Regions from separate parts of the Mustela erminea genome. Here region 2 is linked to region 1. A link is a contact called in public Hi-C data. All regions are on one chromosome and are shown on one strand. Each heading gives the region's core, a stretch centred on a gene start, on an enhancer-like site or on the middle of the called end of the contact. The rest is flanking DNA. Distances are from core to core; before and after follow the strand shown. Region 1 holds the start of PDCL (phosducin-like protein). Region 2 holds the start of TTLL11 (tubulin polyglutamylase TTLL11).

The links. Hi-C and Micro-C count contacts between places; a contact is called where the count stands out from the background.
Region 2: a contact with region 1 is called in a Hi-C map of spleen, with 4 times the contacts expected there. The contact joins the promoter of TTLL11 here to the promoter of PDCL in region 1. A contact is called at or near these places in 2 of 3 Hi-C or Micro-C datasets (fibroblasts and spleen).

What each region holds. Positions count from the first base shown.
Region 1 is chr12:11,768,944-11,774,438 of mMusErm1.Pri, reverse strand. It overlaps PDCL (phosducin-like protein), which reads right to left and starts at 1,259. Exons shown (of 4, transcript XM_032307976.1): 1 at 1,067-1,259.
Region 2 is chr12:12,488,155-12,493,094 of mMusErm1.Pri, reverse strand. TTLL11 (tubulin polyglutamylase TTLL11) reads right to left here and starts at 1,853. Exons shown (of 9, transcript XM_032306850.1): 1 at 1,158-1,853. The coding sequence starts at 1,853.

The DNA of each region.
Region 1 (5,495 bases), core at 10-2,509:
TGCTGGGTAATTGTAAACTGGGTCAGATTCCTCAGGAAAAACTCCAAAGAGCAGCATCAAGAGTATGACGCAGAGTCACTGTTGGTCTAGGTCAATCACTCATCTGTCCCCTTGCCTTCAACTTCCTTGAAGAGCTCAGTGACCCTGTGGATGGATGCGCTCTGAAAGCCCTACCAACTCTGGTTAAAAGAAGGGCCCTGACAAGATCCTACTAATTCCCAAGAGTTCAAAAGGCAATGGTTGGAGCCAAGACTCTGCAACAGAAGATGCCAAGGGCACCTGGGGAGAAAGGTACTGCTCAGCTCCTCAGAGGCCAGCTTGCCCTTCCAGAAGTCATGGTGACAACTTGAGTCCCTCCTCTAAGCATCGCAAACATGCTTCCTTCATTAGAGGAAGGGAGGGCCTGTCAAACTCCAATACAGCGTGGCTCTCCCACGAGGCAAGGGGTTGCTGAAAGCAGGGGCGTCCAAGGTCCAGCGCAAGGTCTCCGCACCATTCACTAAGCACAGCCGGACGCAGTCCGGTTCGGCGCGGGAACGCGAGACCCCAGTAGTCAGACAGGGAATGTGCACAGAAGGCAGGGCTGATGGAAAGAAACGTGCATATACGGGGGTCTGGGGGTGAGGAGGGGCCGCGGGGGGCCAGAACCAAACTTAAAAGAGACGAGGAGCGGTTCGGACTGCACAGGATGGGCGGAGAGACTGGCCAGGGGTGCGCTCGGTGAGGGCGGGGCCTCTGAAGAGGACGCGGCTAGGGCGGGGCCCGTGGAGATGCTCCCGGAGAAGGCGGGGCCGGCGGAGAGGGCGGGGCTCCTGAGGGGAGGAATCGGGGGTGGGGCTGAGAAAAGCGGAAGGGCGGGTGGAAGAGGCGGGGTCGCAGGGGGAGGTGAGGGTGGGGCCAGCGGAAGGGCGGCAGAGGGGCGCGCGGAACTTTTGGGGGAACCTAATGGAGGTGGGACCAGAGAAGGGGGGGCGGAGCATGGGAATCGCGGCGGCCGTAGGGGCCGAGGGGCGCGCAGACATCACCTCCCACCCGTGTCCATGCCCGCCGCTTCTTGCCGACTGACCTCAGTGCAGTTACCCCGCCTAGCTCAGTCCGGATCCTTTCGGGCCGGCAGCTCTGGGCACTTCGGAAGGAAGGACACGCTGGGTTGGAGGAAGAGAAGTGGGTCAGCGCCTTGAGCTCTAAGAGAAAAGCCGCCGGAGTCCCGACTGCGCGAACCAATGAGGCGGCCTTCCTGTGGTCGGGCGGACGCACGCTGCCCAATTAGGGAAGGCCTCCTCCGGGGCTGAGGGAAACGCTACGGGTCCTTCTTTGGGACAAAACACCTCGACGTCGGTAGTACTCTTCAGTCGGCTTTGTTTTAATTTAAAAGAAAAGTTACCTTGTACGTACCTAGTTTATAATACCAAGAAAAGTTTGTTTAGTTATCTTTGACATTTCTGAAACCATTCCACTTGTGTTTCTTATTGCTTCTTAATCACATCGCGGCCCTTAAAACAAGACAGACTCAGAGACGTAAAGTATTTTGACCCAAAACACACAGACTTGCATTAACAAAAAAAAGGAAAGAAAAAAAGCCAGGACCCTGACCACGCTGGTGAATTTCTGAATTGGATCCTGGAACGGAAAAAGGACATGAACGGGACAACTGATGAAATAAGGTTTATTAACAATAATAGTGTATCAGCAGTATTGATAATTGTACTATGGTTATGTAAGATGTTAACCTTCGACTATTCAGGGTGAAGAATATAGAAGTCCATGTTACTTTTGCAACTTTTTAAAAAATCTAAAATGATTTCAAATTGAGTCCTTATTAAGTGTCCAATACACAGCCATAAAGTAATTCATAGAAAGCTTTGTACAAACTGAATCATCCAAAATAACCCTAAAACAATACACTCTAAAATAGGGCTCCTAATTTGAGGGAGAGATCCTCAACTTGTGGTCCTGCAAATTGTCTGGAAATTGGTATATATGCGCATTTTCCTAAGAAGCTGTTGGTTCAGGCTATCAAGAGTGAGAACTTCGCTCCCCAAATTTAAGAACAGTTCATCCTATGGAGACCTTATGGTGACTTTGGTGTTTTTGTTTGCAGAGTGAATCATCTTAACGTAATCAGATTTGTGTGTTGAACGGCAGCCAGCCGGAGGATGATTGTGATCTGCCCTAGGTGACAAGCCAGAACCCAGCAACCGAGCTTCTGTGAGGCAGATTCCCCATTAATACCTGTTAAATGAATGCTACATGAGTGTATTTGCTTTTAATTGTTTTTCTGACATCTCCCGGAAGCAAGGATCTTCTTCATCCCTGGTAGTGCTTTGTCCTTCAAAATTTGAGGGCACCTGGGTGGCTCATTTGGTTCAGGTCATGATCCCAGGATCCTGGGATCACCCTCCTGGGCTTCCTCCTTAGCAGGGAGCCTGCTTCTCCCTCTCCCTCTACTTACTTCTCTCTCTCCCTCTGCAGCTCCCCCGGGTTTGCTCTCCCACTCTCTCTCTTTCTCTCTCTCAAATAAATAAGTAAATAAAATTTTAACCAAAAAAATTTTTCTTTGGGACGCCTGGGTGGCTCAGTTGGTTAAGCAACTGCCTTCGGCTCAGGTCATGATCCCAGCGTCCTGGGATCGAGTCCCACATCGGGCTCCTTGCTCTGCAGGGAGCCTGCTTCTCCCTCTGACTCTGCCTTCCACTCTGTATGCCTGTGCTCGCTCTCGCTCGCTCTCTCTCTGACAAATAAATAAATAAAATCTTTTTTTAAAAAAAAAATTTTCTTTTTCACTTTAAATTGAAGGCTGTAATCCTCAGTGCTACCCAAGGATCCTTGTTTCCCTGGGCAGGTTACCCTCCCATTCACTGAAAGGAGCAATTCACATCTCTTTTCTCAAATCCTCAGTGCTCTCTCCCCTCTCCTGGTTCAGTTTATGACCTTGGTTCTTATTTCACCTAAAAAACAGAAGCAGTCAGGAGCTGAAGACACCTCAAAAAAACAAAACAATCAGAAGCAATCAAAAGAGACTTGTACTTGTGTCCACCCTCAAAACCTACCAACAACCTCCTGCATCTGTACCTATTAAATGTCTCACTGCCGCAGTGGCTTCTGCTCCTCCAGCTTAGTAAAGGACTCTTCTGGCAATGACCTCCCCTCAGTCTCCCCTGCAAATACAAACTTGCTTTCTACAGCCTGCTAATATGCTTTCCCGGTTCTTATCTCCAAAAGAAAAAATCCGCTCAGATACCATTTACCACCATTCAAATTGTTAAAAATCAGAAAGTTTGATAACAGCAAGAGTATGGGGAATACATTGCAGGTGAGGTGTAAATTGATACAACTCTTACATATGAGATACATTAGTCAATAATACAAAAATATATACCTTTACTCTTAATCATAGGAAACAAACTGAGGGTCCCTGGAGAGGAGGGGGGTGTGGGTGGGGATGGGTCATTGGGTGATAGACATTGAGGACGGCATGTGATATAATGAGCACTGGGTATTAGATAAGACTGATGAATCACTGAATTCTCTACCTCTGAAACTAATAATATACTATGTGTTAATTTTAAAAAGAACTTAGGGAACAGTGAATGACTGACTAAAGTTTTCAGAAGAATCTGGCTCAAGGTATTCAATAGTATAAAAAATATAAATACCTTGTGAATTATATATTTGCTGTTTGAACATTAGAGAGAATCAACAAACTATAAAAAATACTTTTAAAGATTTAATATTTTTTTAGCTCAGAAATTCCACTGCTGGAAATTCATCCTTTCTATATACTTGCATGAACGTAGTATTTAGTTTAAAAAAAAAAATGCAAGTTGGTGGAGAGCATTACGTATTAGTTTCCTGCCTTCTGCATAAACTATATATACAAATAGGGACGCCTGGGTGGCTCAGTTGGTTAAGCCTCTGTTTTTGGCTCGGGTCATGGTCCCAGCGTCCTGGGATTGAGTCCCACATCAGGCTCCTTGCTCTGCAGGGAGCCTCCTTCTCCCTCTGCCACTTTGTCTGCCTGTACTCTCTCTCTGACAAATAAATAAATAAAACCTTTAGAAAATATATATATAGACAAATGATGTTATTTGCTTATATTTGCTCAAAGAAAAACATTAAAGAATATGTAAGAAACAGAATGATTATCTTCAAGGGGCAGAAGTGAGTAAGGACTGGAAGGCAGACTTTTTATATAGAACTTGGTATGTTCTAGAGTTCTAAAGGATAATTTTGGGAGGTGTCTCGGTTGGTTAAACATCTGACTCTTGATTATGGCTTGGGTTATATCTCAGTGTCCTGGGATCAGCCCCATGTCCCACTCTGCACTAGGCATGGAGCCTGCTTGGAAGTCTCTCTCTTCCTCTGCCTTGGCTCCTCCCTACCCTGCTTGTGCTTTCTCTCTCAATCTCTCTCTCTTTTTCAAAGAAAATCTTTGGAGTTAATACTATCTGAAATTGTCCCTTCTGGTACAGTTTTTTTTTTTTTCAAGGTTTATTTGTTTATTTGACAGAGAGAGATCACAGGTAGGCAGAGCAGCAGGCAGAGAGAGGGGGAAGCAGGCTCCCTGCCGAGCGGAGAGCCTGATGTGGGGCTCCATCCCAAGACCCTGAGATCATGACCTGAGCTGAAGGCAGAGGCTTAACCCACTGAGCCACCCAGGCTCCCCCACTTCTGGTACAGTTTTAAGGCTGATTTTCATTTATGTCTCTTAATATATTCACTCTCTTGGGTATATATGACTGAGGGATGTATCTAGTGGTGTCCTTGTTGGGAATATAGTTTGACATCTGTCAGGAGTATGTCTATGTGAGTTAGTTACCTAGCGATATTCAACAGGACTGCTCAACGTAGCAGAATTTGGGGATGGTTTGGACAATGACATTTCTGTCTAATAGGAATACCACATGTAATTTATAGTTCTTAAGGTGATTTACTTGTAGTGCTTTTGTTTGTTTATCCAAAGAGTATATTGAACGTATTTCTGGGGCACCTGGGTGGCTCAGTGGGTTAAGCCTCTGCCTTCAGCTCGGGTCATGATATCGGTGTCCTGGGATGGAGCCCCACATCCGGCTCTCTGCTTTCCCCATTCTCTCTGCCTGCCTCTCTTCCTACTTGTTATCTCTGTCAAATAAATAAATAAAATAAAATAAATAAAATCTTTTAAAAAAAAAAAAAAGGAAAAGAGAGTATTTCTTAGCGGGAAAACCAAAATCCATAGCTGTTTTGTGACTATTAAAGCATTTGCCTTTTATCAAGGGAAAATCTTGAGCCAACCGAAAAATTTCAAACGGTTATTAAACATATTTGAAGTTTTGAGGTAACTGAATGAAATTCATATAAAGATGCTTAAATGCCTTGACACATGATGGGTTTCAGGTCTTGCTCTACCCTTAGAATTTATCTGGATTATGATAATAAGACATAAAATGGGATTTGGTCTTCCACTGAGTTTTCCACCAAAATTTTTGTAGATTTAGAACAATTTGTCCCTGTCA
Region 2 (4,940 bases), core at 604-3,103, 720 kb before region 1:
CCACCTGAATCTTGACTTCCCTCCAAACTACATGACTCCTTCCTGTTGGGACGCCAACCTTCTGACCTCATTGATCCTTTCTGTGGCCATCCCTCTGTGTGTTCCAACTTCATAAAACCATTCCTGAATGTCTGCCATAAGCCAAGCATAGAGCTAAGTACCCGAATCTTCATGTTGCCTGCTGAAGATGCCCATTCCATCAGCAGACCATCTGAGTCTAAGGCTCCAGACTTGTCTCCCCTAAATTACAATCCGCCACTCCTGGGACCCTGTTAAATAGCCTTAGAAGCTGAAAATTAAGTCAAATGGCTATACCCAGTCAGCCAACTGCAACAGGCAGCCCTCTGTGTCCCAGCCCCCGCCAGGTCGAAAATGTGTTCAGGGATGAATAACCCATCCCTTCACTCACCCGGGCATCCACCACTTACTGACACGCACTATATGCCAAGGCCTAGAATGTAAAATACAGGTCCTGCCCTGATGATGATGCTGGTGGCGGTGACAGCGATGGAGGAAGAGGGAGAGGAGAAGGTGGTGGGATGAGTTACCATTTATTGCACACTTGTGCCACGCTACAATAAGCAGAGTCCTCTAACGCTGATAGGAGACAGATTATTGGCTTCACTTTACAGGAAGGAAACAGGCTTAAGAGGTGAAACAACTTGCTCCTCGAAGTCGCATACCTAAGTGGCAGGGTGTGCTGAGACCCTAAGTCTGTCTGCCTCCAAAGTACCAACTCCTCAACCGCCGCACAGGAAGTGCTGTACCATGAGAACGTGAATGAAGTGACAGAGAGGGTCCCGGGCCCCGAAGACCCAAAGCTGGTGGAGGAGACAGACACAGAAGCTAAGATCTACAATGTAGGGGAGTGCTGGCGTCTGGGGCGGGTGAGCGCTGATGGTTAGAAGCCAGAGCCGTAGTGTTAGGGGAGCCAGGGGAAGGAGTGACTAACTTGACCCGGAGCGGGCTTCAAGTCTTCGGGAGGAAGTGACTTTGGCGGCTAGGCCTTGAAGGATGAGCACTTGGGAGCCTGGTGCTCAACAGGAGCTCAGCCCTCAGCCCTCAGCCCTCAGCCCTTAGCCCTGGGCCGTGACAGGTCCTCTGAGGACGAACAGTGCACCCTCCCCCCGTGCCCACGCGGCCGGGCCGGGCCTCACCTCCTTCCACTTGAGCTGGCGGATGCTGATCTTCAGGGCGTCCAGGGAGGTCCTGGCCTTGGAGCTGTCCACGGTGACCGGCCGCTGGGAGCAGTATTCGTCCGCCGAGCGGCCCGAGCTCCGCCGGCAGCCCCGGCCCTTGCTCCGGGGCTTCCGGTGCGGGCAGAGGCCCCGCACCCGCGCCGGCTGCGGCTTCGCCAGGGGCAGCGTGGGCGGCGGCCGCGGGGTCACCAGGGCGTCCCCCTCCTCGGCCGCGCGGGGCTGCGCCCGGGCGCGCTCCTTGGACTGCTCCTCCGCCGCCTTGCGCTCCGGCTCCCCGGCCGCGCCGGAGTCCACGCCGACCGGCTCCCCCGCAGCCGCCGCCGGCGCTTCGGCCACGGCCACCGCCTCCGCCTCCCAGCCGGCCGCCAACTCCCTCTCGGAGCTGCCCCGCTGCATGGCGCTCAGGGCCGGTACCAGCGCCAGTGCCACCGCCGCCGCCGCCGCTCGGCCGTCCCGGCCCGCGACCAAACTGCCGCCGCGGCCACGCGCTCCCCTCCAGAGCCCGTTGCCATGATCGCTCAGGCTTTGGTTGACAAGGGCGGGCACCTCCTCGGGACGGGGCCCGGGAAGGGACAATCGCGGCCGGAGCCGCGGCGACCTCATAGGCGGCGGCGCCCACGTGATCAGGCCTGTCACAGAGGCGCGGGCGGCCATCTTGGAAGAGGGCGGAAAGCCGCCTGGCTGAGTCCGGGGGCTGCGGAGGATCTCAAACAAGAGACCCGCTTTCCCCCACCCCGCTACACAGTCGCTGGAATAACAACCTCGGAAGAAGGAGGCAGGACCTCGTTGCGGGGAGGGAACTCCACTATCTGGAAGCACCTCAGTCTGATGCTGGCCGGGACCGGTCCAGGCCCTGGGGGAGCAGGTATCCGCTGAAAGAAGCACCTGCTGGGCCTGGGAGAGCCCCAGACGGAGAAGGGAGGCATCTTTCCCTGCTCTCAGCGCCGCATGGGATGGAGAAGCCCTACGCATTCCCCGTCAAGTGGAGGGCATTAACACCGCTTTTCTTATTATGTCCCTTTTTTTATTGTGGAAAAATAAACATAAAAGTTGCCATTTTAACCTTTTTTTAGGCGTGCCATTCGATAGCATTAAGTGAGTTCACACGAGTGTGTAAAAACCATCACCAACACCCATTTCTGGAGCTTTTTCACCTTCTCCAAATGGAACTCTGTACTCATTAAGCCATAACTCCCCATCCTTCCTCCCCCCAGCTCCTGGCAACCACCACTCTACTTTCTCTCCATGAATTTGACTCCTCCAGGGACCTCATTACATACAAGTGGAATCATACAATATTTGTCCCTCTGTGTCTGGCTAATTTCACTCAGCATAATGCCTTCAGGGTTCATCCACGTTGTAGCATATCTCAGAATGTCCTTCCTTTTTAAGACTGGATAATGTTTTGCTCATGAATCCACCACAGTTTCTCTACCCATTCATCCGTCAATGGACATTTGGATCGCTTCCACCTGTTGGCTGTGGAGAATAATGTTGCTAGGAGCACGGGTACACAAATACCTTTTCAAGTCCCTGCTTTCATTTCTTTTGGGATGAAATATACTTTTAAAGCCAATCCAAGGCGAGGGTTCTCTCCTCTTGCCTTAGGGAGCCACATTTTTTTTTTTGAGGGAATGCAGTTGGGAAGGTGTAACAGCACCCCCAGACTGAAGACATTAACCGTAACTGCACACAGGTGGCCCCTCTTTCTCACTCATATTCTCTGGTCTCTTGTTTCTTTGTTTTGGCTTTGGGATTCCCTTCCTAAATAAACTGCCTTAAAATGCACCAGTCATAAACTCAAGAGGTCCAAACGTCCTTTTAGCAGCAGAGGGCGCTCTCATCTCTTCCTCTGGCGGCCACCGTGGTTTGTTTCAGTGTTTAAGTATAACCTGTATCTGAGTTATCTGGGGTGCTTATTTAGAAAGCAGCTTCCTGAACCCCAACCCCAGGGATTTTGACACAGAATATTTGGGTGGGACTGGGAGTCTGTATATTAAATTAGCTCCTTTGCTGGTGCTAAGGCATCTCGCCTCAACCATTTGATCTAGCCTATGTCAAGTCCTGGGGAGATCCTTGGAGCTGTCCGTGGTACCAAAGAAAAGCCCTCGCCCTTCCCCATTGTCTCTCCACCAACCAACCACCCTCCTCAAATGCTGTCTCTTCTCCTCCAACCCCGATCTCATCGAGAGGTACCGCCTTTCTTCAGTCATCCATGCCAAAATTGCAGCGCCTTAACTTATTCCTCTCCCTGGCCTCCTAAAACCAGTCCATCTCCAAGTCTTACAGGTTTTACACTGAAATGTCTCTCTCCTCTTTCCTCTCTTGTCCATCCTTATTATCATTGTTCCAGTCCAAGCCTTTAGCCTGGACCATGCACCAGCCTCCATGGGTCGCCCTACATCAGATCTCACTCAGATGTCTCCATCTTGGATAAGCTTTCCTCAGTGCCCACAAACAGAAATAGTTACTCTCTCTATCCCTCTACTGACATACATGATAACCCTCTACCATGGTATGTCTGTCACACTACATAGAAACCATCTTAGCCTCCTCCATTAGTCTAAGAAGGAACATGTGTAGCCTGGTCTGATTCATCTCTATATGTCCTTTCCAGGGGTTAGAACAAAGAGGTCCTCAGAAAGTAGTGAGAATGCATACTTTAATAGTTGTTTTCCACTTCATTTCCCAAATCTGTAAAGTCCATTCCATGCAGAGATACTCATATTCATTTGGCCTTGCATCTCAAAAACCTTCTGCCTCAGGGCCTTTGCACATGCCCTTCCCTCTGCCTAGAACACTTTTCTCTAGAACTCTTGCCGACTGCTCCTTCAGCATTTAGTATAAATGATACATCTACAGAGATATCTCTGATTTCTCAATCTAAATCATCCCTCATCAGATGAAATAGTGATGCAAGTGAGAAAAACAGGAAGAATCAGAAGGCAGTGTACAATTAAGTGCAAATAAGGCAAGGAGTAAAAAAATTATTCAGGAGTTCAAGGAATGGAAAATTTACTGTGAACTAGAAAGCTAGATAAGACTTCCTATAAGAGATGAAATACATTGTCATGATGGAGTGACAATCAGAGAGATAGAAGGTACGTGGGGTTGGCATTCCAGAGGCTGTGGGCACGGCTGCCATGTGCAGTCATGCAGGTGATCCAAGCAGCCTCAAAAGGGCTGAAATCCAACTTGTGCTCTGCACCCCCAAGGCTCAGTCATTGAGGTTTTGTCCTCTGGAAGGGGGCGCCTTTGGCAATTGGTTCAAAGGCTCCCAGGGCTATACTGGGAGTCCTATACTGGGAAGGGGGTAAGGAAAAGGCACAGTGCATGTAGATTTGAGCAGTGGCTAATTGCAAGTCTCTTTGGGACCACACTGGTTGAAACACTAGCCTTAGAGGGAGGGAGAACAGGAAAGAAGGCTCACTGGATTTCATTGTCAGATCTCCGAACACTTCCATGAGCTCTGACTCCTCATGAAACTGTGTTAGTGGAAAATCCAACCCCAAGAGCGACTCCTCAAAGAGAAGCCTCAGTTACAGCTGCCAAGGAGCAAGTAGCAGGTTAGACTGAGGCACCCGGACGACCTCTCAAAAATATAAAACTATGTCACAAAGTGGATCCCTCCCGTAGTTCCCTCCTTTTCCTTCCCAGCACTCACCACAGCTTACAGTGGGAGTCTCGCTTGTTTGCTTGTTTGTAGTGGCCTCTCTTGCTGGCCAGAGCCCAAGTGCCCGC